Regions from separate parts of the Zea mays genome. Here region 2 is linked to region 1. A link is a contact called in public Hi-C data. All regions are on one chromosome and are shown on one strand. The core of a region is the stretch at or near the end of the contact, and the rest is flanking DNA. Distances in the headings are between cores, read along the strand shown. Region 1 overlaps LOC103632264 (putative pentatricopeptide repeat-containing protein At3g23330). Region 2 has its middle 35 kb from the start of LOC103633833.

Evidence for each region. Hi-C and Micro-C count contacts between places; a contact is called where the count stands out from the background.
Region 2: a contact with region 1 is called in a Hi-C map of endosperm, with 2.0 times the contacts expected there. The contact joins two enhancer-like sites. A contact is called at or near these places in 4 of 25 Hi-C or Micro-C datasets (ear, endosperm, leaf and 1 more).

What each region holds. Positions count from the first base shown.
Region 1 is chr7:39,689,905-39,693,325 of Zm-B73-REFERENCE-NAM-5.0, reverse strand. LOC103632264 (putative pentatricopeptide repeat-containing protein At3g23330) reads right to left here. Exons shown (of 4, transcript XM_008654078.4): 2 at 2,817-3,421; 3 at 2,635-2,696; 4 at 1,702-2,542. Among protein-coding and RNA genes, the nearest start is that of LOC103632266, 42 kb to the right of the region's middle. Within about 2 kb of position 1,910, at least 19 of the 20 cell types and tissues checked have an H3K27ac peak or open chromatin away from gene starts, as enhancers often do. A contact at or near this core is called in ear, endosperm, leaf and 1 more, where this site is marked.
Region 2 is chr7:40,100,571-40,103,849 of Zm-B73-REFERENCE-NAM-5.0, reverse strand. No RefSeq gene overlaps it. Among protein-coding and RNA genes, the nearest start is that of LOC103633833, 35 kb to the right of the region's middle. Within about 2 kb of position 1,854, at least 19 of the 20 cell types and tissues checked have an H3K27ac peak or open chromatin away from gene starts, as enhancers often do. A contact at or near this core is called in ear, endosperm, leaf and 1 more, where this site is marked.

The sequences.
Region 1 (3,421 bases), core at 661-3,160:
ATCCTACACCTTACAAACAAATGAACTATTGGGTAGTCTTGCTATTGCTCTGCCTAGTTTTTGAGATTAATATTATATCTAAATTATGATCATGCTATATCATTATTGTTGGATTATTTATTATTCATGATAAGATTATTGTGTTAATTGGAACATGGAGCTTAACCTAAGATAACAGTGCTACCACAAGGGTGGAATGGGACACTCTTGGCTAACTAATTAGGAAAGCTAATGGAGGACTATCTTACCAAAAGGGGCAACCACAGTGTCAGGAGCTGCCAGTATATGGAGATTTTTGGATCAATCATGTTGTGATGGCTTTTTAGATGAGGGATTTCTATGTCGCCCCCTTCTCCAAGAAACTGTAGCGAGTTTTCTGAAACTAGTGGAACATTGTAAAGGCCTCGTAGTGGGACCCTACCTCATCTCCTCGGTAGAGATGAATGAGAAGTTGTGATCCCTTGGCAAATGGGTAACACGACTTCTAGATAAAGGGTACAACCTCTGCATAGTGTAAAACTATTATATCAACCCTGCTCACGGTCAAGAGCGACTCAAGACTCTCGCATGATTAATTTATGGAATTAAATTTAATCTATCATTTTATTGCATTGTGGGATTTATTATTAATTGTGATCTCTTATTTAATTGGGATGATATCTACTTATACTTAATAAATGCTAATAAAATTTCGAACAACTTTAAATATGATGCTCAGCCTTAACCATTTTTCTTGGTAAGCGTTACACATGAGCCTTCACCATAAGTGAGCTCATGCACATTATTCCCCACAACTTGTTGAGCGATGAATGTATGTGAGCCACTCTTGCTAAACGAACACCAGGTCAAGAACAGGTACCGCAAGATGAGGAGCATGAAGGACGTTACGATGAGTTCGAAGATGTATATGTCATCGTCTCCCAGTTAACTATGGTTGCGGAGTATCGTTGTCGTCATATGATGTAATTATTTAGCTATTTTGTATAGAACTCCTATTATGTAATAAAAATATGACATTGATTTCTGTATCATGAGTAATCATATGTGTGAGACTTAATTCTAGCACACATTTGAGACGCGTCGGGGTTTGCCCTTAAATCTAGGTGTGATAGTGTTTTGAAAACCATTCCCTTGCCTCAAACTATGAAGATGTGGATGTTTGCTACATGCCAAAAGGGCGAACAGAAGGACGTGGAAAGAGCATTTGAGGTCCTCAAGGCTCGCTTCCATATCCTCCTAGCCCATATTTTTCTTTTTCTTATAAAATACTTAGTGTGGTCATTTTTGCATGTATCATTCTGGAGAATGATTATTAAGAATGAACATGGAGAATCATACGATATGGATGACTATGATATAGTCAAATTCTTTGTTGCATCACCAACCATCACCCTAAGCAACAACGACAGTCAATCGTGAGACATTAATCCATACTAGATTGATGCATGATCAGCTTTAAAATAATTTAATAGAGCATATCTAGAGTCTGCACAAAGAAATTTTATTTTATTTTTATGAACTATATAGTTTTAATTTTTTTTTCAAGTAATGTAATTTTTAATTGGTTTTATGAATAATGTATTTTTTTCAAATAATATAATTTTTATTTGTTTTTATGTATTATGTGATTTTTGTTTTCTTAAATATTTATTTTTGATGAATGTTTTGTAATAGAATATTATGTTTTATTTCAGACATAAGTATGCAAAAGAAAAGGTTGATATAACGTTAAAGTGACTGTGAATGTAATAGTACGGTACATAAGAATTACGATGAGTAATCGATAATGGATCTGTCCTACGGTAACAGGCACCAGATCCAGCCTCATCGTCTTGGCGCGCCTAGTACAGTACAAACATATAACAAGAACCCATACGGGCGTGTGCGTGCTGCCACACGCGTACGGACAGCAGCTGGCAGGACGGGCAATGATGAGGGGCGGAAGAACGGAGCTCCCTCGCTGCCATCCGTCCCACCCCCGAGAGCCCAGCGACCCATCTTGCTGGCGGCGACAGCGACCGCCAGAAAACCCGATCCGTCCAGTCGCGCGGGTCACGGCGGGGGAATCACAAATACGAATCGTCCTGGCCCCGGCGCCCCGCGTCGCGCTCAGCACCAGGTCGGGAGAGCGACGGCGCCGACGCCCGCCCGCGCCAGCTCACACTGCGCGTGCCACATCAGCCTTCCCCTCTTCACCCCTTCTGACGAGAGAGCGCCGGAGGAAGGACAAGCGCGCGCCGCCAGCCAGCCAACCCAGGACCAGCCAGCGCTCGCAAGAGAAGAGAAAACATGCATATGTGCGCTCCACCGGTGGTCGTCGGTCGTCCGGACGACGAGGCCGGCAGCACAGCGCCACAGGCACGGGCACGGGCCGTGCGTCCATCCGGACGTCCGGATGCTTGATTGGCTGTGAGGGAGCGTACCTTCGCATCCAACAGTGACAGTGGATCCCATCCACGTGAGATCTTCATGGGCGCGAAGGGGGAGCCGCTTAATGGCGCGAGGTACAACAAGTCTCCATGATTGGCTGGTTATCAGTGCCCTGTCAAGTCCCACATCACCATTACTTCGCCGAGAGCAACGGGGGGGGGGGGGGGGGGGGGGGGGGGGGGGGGGGGGGGGGGGGGGGGAGACCACCACATGGCAGGATGGACCGAACTGTAATGTAAGCACCAGCAGCAGATGTACTGTACTACCTGTAGCTGACGGTACAGTGTAAAACATGAGATTCTTCATTGACAACTACTACCAACAGGTTGTAGGAAAAAGAAAAGAAATGAGAGACCCATCGCAAATTTAAACAGCAAACCGCGTACCTGATGATGCAGTGATGCGCATGTAACACAGGAGACCCATCTTGCCCGCTGCTCAAGAGTTACCTGTTCAAGACGAGCAGATTCCGCAGCAGTCGACGTTAAGCGCGATCTTTGCCAGAACTGAAGCCGGAATGCACAACGCAGCAGCGAATGACACTGTGCGTCCTGGATGTACAGTTATGCGCGGTGCGGTTGGGCCTTTCCAATCATATATTGAATGGCTAATCATCCTGCCATTAACATGCCTGCCGCCACCTTTTAAATCGAGGGAACAGCCTACAAAGGAGATCTAGCAGACCCTACACTACACAAAGCATGCTAAGTCCGGGGAGCAATTATGACATACCACCAAACAATGATCCCCGACGAAAGGCTAGCAGATCGCCTCAAGCCGTTCCAGTCAGGAGCTTGCTTAAATCTGAGATGACACTCTTCTGCACGCCTGTGATCGCGAGGACCGAACCAACAACATGGGAGCCGGCCGGGCGCGCAGTACTCGCAACCATGAACCATCACGAGATCTCAATCCGCGAGTCATGATATTCTGGAAAGGGTCACAGGAGCAAACCTGCTGTCACCTCTGAAAGCGAACGAGCCTGCTCATC
Region 2 (3,279 bases), core at 605-3,104, 410 kb before region 1:
TATAAGTGTATATCATCTCAATAAAATATGAAATCACAATTATAATAAATCCCACAATGCAATGCACATGACAGATTAAGTTTAATTTTATAAGTTACTCATGCGATAGTCCTGAGTCGCTCTTGACCGTGAGCACGACTGATACCAGTTTTACACTCTGGAGAGGTTGTACTCTTTACCCACAAGTTGTGTATCCCATCTAGCCAGGGTTTGCAAGGCCCTTAGACACTCCCGAGGTGAATGTCTAGGGATCCACTTTGAGGCCTTTACAAAGTTCCACTAGCTTTAGAAAACCTGCTACGGTTTCATGAGAAGAGCGATACAAGAATCCCTCGTCCAAAAAGACATCGCAGCATGATCGACCTGAGAACCCGCCTATACCGGCAACTCTCTACTGCCCTTGCTCCTAGTAGTCCTCCACCAGATTTCCTAATTAGTCAGCCAAGTGCGTCATATTCCACCCTTGTGGTAGCATTGTTATCTCAAATTAAGGTCCATGTTCCAATTAACACCATAATCTTATTATGTACAATAAATAATCTAGTAACAATAATAAAGTATGATCATGAATCCTATGTATCTTAACACCGAAAACCACATAGAGCAATAGCAGATACTGCCCAATAGTTCAGTGGTAAGCAAGGTGTAAAGTAAACCAAACTAGGATAACCTATTAGGTCCCATCAAATTAGCCAGGGCATATCATAGTGATTAATAGGAACATTATTGGGTAAAGAAGAGTGATGAAGGGCACAACTTGACTTCAGCGAGCTCCTGCTCATAGTCTTCAACCTGCTGTGCTCCGAGCTCTTCGGTTACTTGCTCGTCTACTTGCGACAATACAAATAAACATTGTATTGGAGAAATTAACATCACACCTAACATGAGAACAAACTGCATAATAATGTTCTACGCGTCGCTACGAGGTCGCACGCTCGAGAACCACTAAAATCGGAGGTATGGTTAAGAAGATATAGTTTTCGGAAGATTCTAGGTGGTTAAACAATAAAACTATACTCTATATTACTTAATGTAAATCATGTGAGGAAATATTACAAGAGAAAAACTAGTTTAACTTTATTCTAAGTTACAGTCTGATTAGAGATTATATCTTGACCAGTTCATAATTATGGATAGATTAATTCTGATTAGCAGAGATAGTCTACCACACACAGGTTGAATAAATGTCTAATTAAAAAATATGTAATATGTTGCAAATAACGGTATTACTGCGTAGGAAACTTTATTACGAAACTATCACAACTTGAACGGACTAAATCAGATTTAAAACAAATTAGTTATGAATTTTCTAAATTTTCTAGAATTATTTCTATACTAAAAATCGATTTCTATATTCATTTTACAGTTTCTAGATAACTTATGGATGGCGGGCATCAACTACAAAATTTAGGATCTGATCGAATAATTCTTAAAACATAAGTGGATGTCGGGTTTATTTTAATAAACTCAGGTTCTTTTGCTAATATGACGAACCCAAGGGGTACAAAGCAATCTCATCCGTCCAACCCACCCTCAAGCGCCCAGATTAGATGGGTATCCCTACACAAATCGGTAGGGTATGCGAACCGTATGCTCTGAGATCTAGGGTCGGCAGTGCTCGACGCCATCCTTTAATATGCACCCTCCAATACTAAACCAACGGTCGCGATTTAATGAAGCGAACGAGTATTACTGGACCTAATCTCAGACCGACCAACGGTCATGATTTTATTTGCGCATAATTAAACCTAGCGCGTCCATCCGACCATCCACGGATCAGCGACCTAGAACAAACCTAGTCGAAACGTTACACATGTTCTAATCCTGGCCATTGCCACAGAGATCAACGGCTCCCGCGACTCTGGCATCTCCCCTTCGCCCAAGCGCGATGTACCGAGGCAGCGCCGCTCGCGCTTGACCACTGCAATCCTCCCAAGCCACTTGCCGAGGGCGGAGCGTGGCCCTAGCCATGGACCGACGACGGCGCTTCCCTTTCAGTTTGATGCAGCGGCGACGCTCGATTTCTTCAAATCTTGGCGATGGTTTCTCGGTGGTGGTAGCGAACTCGTCGATGGATGCGTAGGTGGTGCCGGTTGAGAAGGTGTTTAGTTTTAAAGGTACGAGGGTCCGTAACGGCTAACCCCCAGATCGCAACAAACTCAGCGCTAAATCGAGGAAGATGATTGCCCTGACAAGTGGACCCCGTATGTCAGCGAAAGCGAGCGTGGAATCGCGGAGAGAGGCTGACGCCTAGGTCCCGCAGACCGTGAGGGTGGGAGCGCGCGGTGGTGAGGGGCTGCACCCGTGCGGGCCGCACGGTGGAATCCAAGAGTGGCTGTGGGAGTGGTTTTGGGCCGACGTGAGGTGAGAAAACCGGGCCGGTTAACTTAAATTCGGCCCATAGCAGGTTCTTTCTCTTTTTTTTATTTTCCTGATTTCTGTTTTCCCCCTTTTATTACATATCCAAATTCAAATCTGGTTTTGAATTTAAGCACCAGGTAAATGCACCAATAAAATCCAGCATGATATGCAATAGTGGAATATTTATTGATTATCTTATTTTTATTTGTTTATTTATTTGGAAGGATATTCTTGATAATTAAGTCATATGCTAGAATCAATCCCCCATATTATTCCACAAAAAGCACAAAGGGACTTCCTAGTTTCTTAGAATATATTTTAGGGTTTAAATTCGATTTGAGCAAACCCGGTTTTTGACGGTTTTTCATGGACTGACCAAATTCCAGGACCCATTTTTTTCTGGTGTTCTGAGTTCGAGGACCCAAATAACACAGCGTGCCAAGTTCGAGGATGCACACATTAGCTACCTAGCATTCATTTGGCTGACCTCAGAATGGGAGTTACTAATTAATTTGTTGTGTAGTTTATTTTGTGCTAAAGGTTAATTAATTACTTCTATCTATGAGCTTTGAAGCCTAAATAAAGGAGCTTTCCGCAAAGAAACCAAAGCGCAAATGGAGTCTATATTATAAGTAACTCAACCCCTGAAACTGCAGAAAAGGTACACTTTACAACTTGCAAAGGCCACAGGAAGATAAACTTCTCCTTTAGACGACGACGCACACTTACAAAACTTGAATTCAAAGTAATTATTCTGATGGCACTATGTGCCTGGCATCAACTTTATATAAATATATATAGATATATATCATCATCATCAGTACGAACATCATTACGTGCATCTGATCGTGCATGGCCACATGGCTACTGCAAGTACGATAGAGAAGGATCACTGGAATGATTGTTGGAACGTGCATG